Linked DNA regions of Zea mays: region 2 is linked to region 1. The links are chromatin contacts, called in public Hi-C maps. All regions are on one chromosome and are shown on one strand. Each heading gives the region's core, a stretch centred on a gene start, on an enhancer-like site or on the middle of the called end of the contact. The rest is flanking DNA. Distances are from core to core; before and after follow the strand shown.

The links. Hi-C and Micro-C count contacts between places; a contact is called where the count stands out from the background.
Region 2: a Hi-C map of ear shows a contact between it and region 1, with 2.3 times the contacts expected there. The contact joins the promoter of IDP351 here to the enhancer-like site in region 1. A contact is called at or near these places in 2 of 25 Hi-C or Micro-C datasets (ear and leaf).

Annotation. Positions count from the first base shown.
Region 1 is chr3:223,428,455-223,432,026 of Zm-B73-REFERENCE-NAM-5.0, forward strand. It overlaps LOC103651481 (Extra-large G-protein-like), which reads left to right. Exons shown (of 5, transcript XM_008677120.4): 5 at 665-1,202. The coding sequence ends at 719. Among protein-coding and RNA genes, the nearest start is that of LOC103651481, 7.6 kb to the left of the region's middle. Within about 2 kb of position 1,832, at least 11 of the 20 cell types and tissues checked have an H3K27ac peak or open chromatin away from gene starts, as enhancers often do. A contact at or near this core is called in ear, where this site is marked.
Region 2 is chr3:223,530,884-223,534,660 of Zm-B73-REFERENCE-NAM-5.0, forward strand. It overlaps IDP351 (Seh1-like protein), which reads left to right and starts at 1,766. Exons shown (of 8, transcript NM_001157175.2): 1 at 1,766-2,163; 2 at 2,982-3,093. The coding sequence starts at 2,020.

The DNA of each region.
Region 1 (3,572 bases), core at 582-3,081:
TCTCCATTTCAACGTGACTAGGGAAAACACTCCCTTTAGGGCTAGTTTGGGAACAGCGTTTTCCCAAGGGATTTCAATTTTCCCAAGGAAAAATGAACTAATTTCCTTTTGGAAAATGAAAATTCTGTGGGAAAATGTGGTTTCCAAACTAGGACTTAACCTATCTTCAAATCTTCAACCACCCTTAAAATAATTGGCTTTTCTGTATATATTCCTAGTTATCTTGCGAATTCTTTGCAGACTATGCTGATTCAACCGTGACCTCCCCCCCTCCCCCCAAATTTTTTTGGGTGCTTTCTCATAAAAGAAAAGCTCCAACATGGAGCTATTTTTACAAATTACCAACCCAGCGCCACAAGTGAAATATCAAAATCCACTGTAGATGTGCGTCTGCCCTACCTTCCCAATTTATGCGAGTGGCCTGTTCTTCAAAGCCAATATCTTTCTACCTATGTTCCTGTAGCATTTGTGCACCGTGTACCTGCCTATAAGGCTATAACTATCGACCAGTCCAGGATCCTCAAGCAGTTGTGTTGTGTCATTAATTTTCTGAGGGCCAGGGCATGCATCCTACCATTTAACTTACAGCGCATGCATGCTTTTTCTAGCTCTGACTATTCGAATATGGTCATGTACTTACAGTTATCTACTTGTTATTGAATAGGATTGAGAAGTTGAAGCGTGGTTTTGGCATGCACGTCCCTGAAGAGTTTAGATAGCTGGTTCTAGTACAGGATCTTGGTTTTGCTAATAATACACTCTTCAAAGCTGACAATGGGGTGGCAAACGTGTGGCTTCTGCGGGACGGTGGTATCAAATCTCAGATTTCTTGGACTGGAGCTCTGGAAGCAGCAGTACTTAAGATCCTTGGTGTGCGGCGAAGGTTGTCTGGCACTCAAGAAACCAAGATAATCTGGTCTAATGACTTGACTACCAATAGTACCCCTCCTGCTAATTTCAATTGCTTCAATGGAAGCGACGTGTGCTGCTAGTGACTCTAGATTATCAGGCAGTTCTTAACTTCACTGCTCTGCCTGTACGTGCTATTCCTTGAATGTGTTATCATTATCGGTACATTGCCCCATCACAGGCATAGAAGTGTTGTCAGATGTACCATGAGCAATTGTCGGCTTGTAATATATTGGTAGAGATATGCTTCCCCTAATATTTATATGTATATATATGTGATCTTGATTCTTGAATCTCTTGCCAATACGATTGATTCCTGAACCCTGTTAATAAGAGTCTTATTTTGAAAGCCTGAACCACCCCTGGCCATCTACTGCATTCAAACCCGACGTGTTGCAGATGTAAATCTGGATATCTACCGAAGCAGTAGAGTTTTCAAAACCATGGGCATTGCCGTGGAGTTGAGCGGGACTCGGTTCGCATGATCGTGTCCCTTGCAGTTATGCATGAAGAATCAGTGTATTGAGAGCATCACTGGTGACTGACGTTTGATTCCTGTTGGCTAACTTAGCGACAATACAATTATGCGTGTCTGGTGACGATGTGGTTCTTCTGGTTTGGATGCTGGAGTTGGGAGCCATCTGCTGTGCGCTTGCACTGATTGAGTCGGGCTGGTCTTTCTGATATAACTCTCCTAAACCCAGATAAGGCCCTGTTCGTTTGTGTCGGATTGCACCCGGAATCGTTCCGCCTAAACAAAGTTTATATAAATTAAAGAACCAATCCGGTTAGGAATCGTTCCGACCCACCAATCCGATAGAAACGAACAAGGCCTAAAGCCGCTGTCCCCCACTAAGATAGCGGTCCCTCATGTGAAGCAACCAGCATGGCGTCGCCGTTTCTCCCACGGCTGCACTACCAGCAGCACGCAGCTTAGTGCGGACAGACTCGAAAGCGTTAGCTTTGCTGAGTGCACAGGCTCTGCTAAAGCGCCACCGATCATAGTTTCATACAGAATCTACGGCCAGGGTCAAATCCAGCGGAAATACGCGCCCCATTGTCGCTTACTCTCGCTTTGCGGGGATTCTTCTCGGCGTGCTCTGCTCGTCTTTTGCCAGTTTTAAAAACTATATCTCGATCCACAAACTCATCAGCTTTTAATCACGAACAGTGCATATAAGATATTTCCACGGATGAATCAGCAGCAGCACTCGCGCTGTGCAGTCTGGAGTAGTGTCACACACCCATTCGCCAACACACACACACGTGTCACACTCCGTAGGCGACCCAAGGACTGAACTTTGCAGGATGCTGGACGCAAGACACACCATGTCTCACGGCTCACGTGCACAGCTTGCTGATTCGAACCATTGTTCATGTAGACTAGATGGACAATGGAACAACACTTCAGAGCTAGTTTAGAAACCCAAATCCCTTAAAAATCGAAGGATATTGGAGTGAAAATGTTTTCATAGCATCAAAGGTACCATATCAAACACTATAGTAATCCTCAATATATGCTCCATAAAGGCTAAGACTAATGTTGAGTAGCCAGAAATAACTGCTAGAACTGATCTTGTCTCCGCTGGATTTGCTCAAACACAGTTAGCATACTATTGACGTTGATTTGGACATCGATCACTGGAAGATGAATCACCTGTTGGTGCTCTCAGCGAAGACGCGGACGGTCCGGTTCTGAGCCGGACGGTCAGTGACCTGGACACAGGAGCGGCTCCTTCTCTACGTACATCCGGACGGTCCGCACGTGCTACTACTAAACATAAATCCCCTTAAAGATCGAAGGATATTAGATTGGAAAATTTTTCATAGCATCAAAGGTACCATAGCAAACTTTATAGTATCCTCAATATATGCTCCATAAAGGCACACGACTATTGTTGAGTAGCTAGAAGTTACTGCTAGAACTTGTCCTGTCTCCGCTGAATTTGCTCAAACACAATGAGCATACTGTTGACGTCAATCTAGACACCAATCACTGGAAGATGAACCACCTAGTGGTGGTCTCTGCGGAGGCGCGGACGATCCGGTCCTGGACCGACCTAACACAGGAGCGACTCTTTCTCTGCGTACATCCGGACGGTCCACGCTTAGGGCTCAAACGGTCCACGATGTCGCAGAGGGTCGTCTTCTTCGCAGCAGAACTAGATCTCGCCTCTTGGGTGGGACCCCGTCGGGGGAGGAAAGATTCTAGGGTGTATCTTGAGATCGACAGGCCACCCAAGACGCCTCTAATTGACATATAGCCAAAGAGAGGTGAAGGTTCAAGGTAGAGAAAGGCTAAACTAGGCCTACTCCTAATGCAAGGTAAAAAATGGCAGTAAAATGACAAGTAGAATTGATTGGATCGATTGTGGGGGTTTCAATCGGCCGTAACCCTTCATCTATATAAAGAGGAAGGTCTGGATCGGTTACAAGTCAGTTCCCGAGCTAATCCTGCAGGTTTTGCTAATAAATCTCGCTAGAAATCCAGAACCCTAATTGATTCTGCACACGCGTGGACCATCCGCGCCACCATCGCGGACAGTCCGGCTACCCATTTTGGTATTGAACACGTACACTCATTTTGCTACTCCTAAACATGAGTCTGCCTCTTCTGGTCTACCTACAAAGAGGCTAGAATCTATAGTAGAGTTGGATCAGCT
Region 2 (3,777 bases), core at 516-3,015, 100 kb after region 1:
TTCAACTATTGGAGGGAAAACTTTTTGAGCTCTCTTAAGCTAAATATGCTTAGAATGAACCACCTTTCTTCTGTCATTGTACATTCTTGGCTTTCTACTCTCTAGACTACTTGTATCATAACCCCCCTCCCACCCTTTTTCTTCTTTGTTATATGTGTACAATTCTCTTTTTGGTAATAAATCTCTGTTGTAGGAGTTTCCCCGTCAAAAACATGGATATGGTTAGGTGACACAAGCTACGGTGACCATGGCACAACTACAATATGCGAGGTTGTTGCTGGCGGTTCTAATGCCAATTGGATTTTACTCCATAAGTGCACAAAGACCGATTATAGCCATTCACCGTGAGTATTTCAGGTATCATATTTTCTACAGTGAAGCTTATAGGCTAGAGGCAAACTAACCAACTGAAACTTAAATTGAACTGTAAAGTTGGTAAATATACTCACTAGTAATTAAACGAGGGTGAATGTAATTCAAACTAGGTGTATGCAGAAGAAATAGAAAGGGACCATATGGTTGCCTAGGCGGACAACTAGGCGCAAAGAGCCAAAATTATACCTTTACTATGCTGTAAAGGATTATTCGTGATTTGCTTATTGATGATCAATTACAAGAAAGAACTTGCTTCGAGCGAAATTCCGTAGATTTCAAGGTTCCTAGGGGCGGATAGGTGGAACACCGAAGGGAAGCCAGCTATCAATTACATGCCTATTTGACAACGAGGTCGTGATACATAGACCACACTCTCAGTGTCACACATAGGGGCTACCAACCATAGCTGCATGGATAGGATGATACATTATGACAGTGTTCAAGTGGAGCTTAAACATTGAAACTCCTCCTGGATCAGAGGGTCAGAGGTAACTAGCATAGTAACCATGACTAGGTGTGGCTTATAACATCAACAAGCCAGATAAGACTTGATAATCAACAATCTAACACAATGCTAAGCCTTAGTTAAAGTGCTCCTATACTACCTCAACAATAACCAAGAAATAAAGGTAAAATAAAGTAATATTTGAATGTAATACTTAAAGTAAAACAAAGGTAGTGCTCACACTAGAACACAAGATAACTAGATTTCATTTAATAGTCATTGGTAAAAAAAAAAGATATATCTAAAGACCCCAAGAGAAATTTAGAACTTCCGAGACAAAGCTCGGACTCAACTCTAACTTCTAAGAACTATCTACACTACCTGGAAAGTAGGAATTGAAAAACATAGGAATAGAAAAAAATGTAGGAACAATATAGGAATGCATGTGTAAAACAGAGGAATGAAAAAATAATTTTGAGTGGAAGGTTGTTTAGTTGGGGCAAAGGATTGGAAAAAAAAGATATGACTGGATGCTTGTTTTCATGCATTTTGCATACGAAACAATGACAAATGATTCTTTCCTCTAAATTTCCTAAGGCTCAACCCTACAAACCAAAGGATGCTACAATAGTAATTTCTATGAAAATCAGAATCCTATTTTTCCTATAAAATTATTTTGATCCAAAGGAGCCTTGAAATAAAGAGAGGAAGTTTTCTAGAATCTATCTACTTTCAACTTTCTTATCCACAACTGAACACCCTCTCAGGATGAAAAAAAATTATGGGCATGTTTGGTTTCCTGCCTAACTTGCCATAATTTGCCTAACTTTTTCTGCCTAAGGTTAGTTCTTCAATTCGGACGACTAAACTTAGGTAAAGTGTGGCACAGTTAGCCACGAACCAAACAGGCCCATATATATATATCTCCTCATCTCATAGCATGGCTTGTTTGGTTTGAAGCCGGCCAAAGTTGCCTGGCCTGGCACAGATCTCAGGCGTTGGACTTTGAGTGCTTGGGCTAGGATTCCTTGCCAAACAGACCTGAGTGCATGACAGCGACAGCCTTCTGGGCTCACTCGCACGGTCGCACCCGAAACGCCGCAAATCCGGGCCCGCAGCCCGACCCAACTCAACTCAGGCAGACACTCGCCGCCGCCACGACGTCACTAGTAGAGCCGTAGAGGGCAAGAGGCGACGGAATGACGGAGCGGCAGGTGGCGGAGCTGGGTCCCGGGACGGCGTGCTGCGGCTGGAACCACTGTGGCCGCCGCCTCGCCGCTGGCGCCGTCGATGGCTCCGTCTCCGTCTATGACTCCCAGCCGCCACCCTCGTTCAAGTGGCAGGTCAGTTCCGCGTCGCTCCTCCGTGTCTCTCCCCTACCCCCTCCCCCCCGGCTGAAGACGACTTGCCCCGTTCTCAGTAGCTTTCGCTCGAGTTCATCTGCCCCCAGCGCATGCACAGTGCCTTCTGTTGCCCCGTGTGTGTTTAGAGCTTGTTGCTGCCTAGTATTACATTCTAGTACTTGCGTACGATGATGGGCAGGACTGTCATGGGCACATTGCGTGGGGGCGAATTACCAAATTCACTCTCTAGATTTCACAAATATTGTTCTTTCAGCAAAGCGTTTTCTGAGTGCGGAGGGAATCTGTCCATTGAGAGAATTTGAGTATCGTGAAGATTATATGCGGAGAAAGATAAATAAGTTCATAGGGTTTAGCATGTAGAAAGTGATGGATTCCTACTATCACAACGAATCAGCCGATTCTGTATTCACGTTGATTTTAGACGATTTTGACTGAAGTGATTTTCATATAAACGGGCTAAAAAACTAGGTGTTTGGCAGTCTACAGCAGCTTCTCGTGGCCAGAAGCTAAAAAAAGATGAAACAAACAGGGCCATAGACTAGTAAGTGTCCTTAAGTAGCAGTGCCGTGGGATGGTAATAATTCTCTCATGGCAATAATTCGAGTTCCTGACATTGAATTTGTGCTTGCTCTGAAAATTATGATGGATATGCAGCCTTGTGGGCATTGCACACAAGACTACTTGAAAACTGTTATCCAAAATCGGTTCCTTCTATGTTTACTGTGTTAATCTCAGTTGTTCTTTTGATTGTACAAACTGGTGTATTCTGGTGTATAACCTGGTTGGTGTTGGATCAGGCCCATGAGCAAGCCATTGTGAATGTCGTCTGGCTTCCTCCAGAGTATGGGGATGCTATAGCTTGTGTTTGTGCTGATGGGACACTGTCTTTGTGGGAGGAGGTTGCTGCTGGTCAGTTATTTCTATGCCTTTTAGGTTTGGTTTATGATGTTCTGTATCTGCAATTATCTTGTACTTTCATTTCACATGCTTTTGCTAGTTTTTATGTATTGGAATACTAAACAGTACCTTATGTTCATGTCAGAGAGCTTTGCGTTTTTTTGGTGGTGTGTATTAATATATTCAACAGTACCTTGTGTGCATTGACTCAGAAAAAATGTGAATCACTTAGCAATCTTTTAAATTTCTCTTTTTTCTTGCTGGTCTGGTGGTTACCTGGAGAACTCATTTTGACCACGAAAGCACCTTTTACCATGGAATATTTGGATATATAGACTAATTAACAACCTCTCTTGTAGAATGAATAACAAGAGTACAAGACTATTTTACTAGGATAGGATTGGACGATATACTGAACCTGACCTTTACTTCAAGTCCTGTCTGTATCTTGTGTTTCTCTAAATTGTACTACCTCTGTTCTCGAATATTTGTCGTCCGCTAGTTTATGTTGAACTAAACCGCGACAAATAAAAAAGAACGGAGGGAGTAATTTAGTTCTGCGATATTTGAACAAACCACCAACAGATATTTCTGTCCTTGTCTTTTAGTCACTCACTTTCAAGTTTTTTCTAAAGCTAAAAAATATGAGGCTTTATCATCCTTTGCTTGCACAAGTGCCTTTATGAGAAGTCAGTG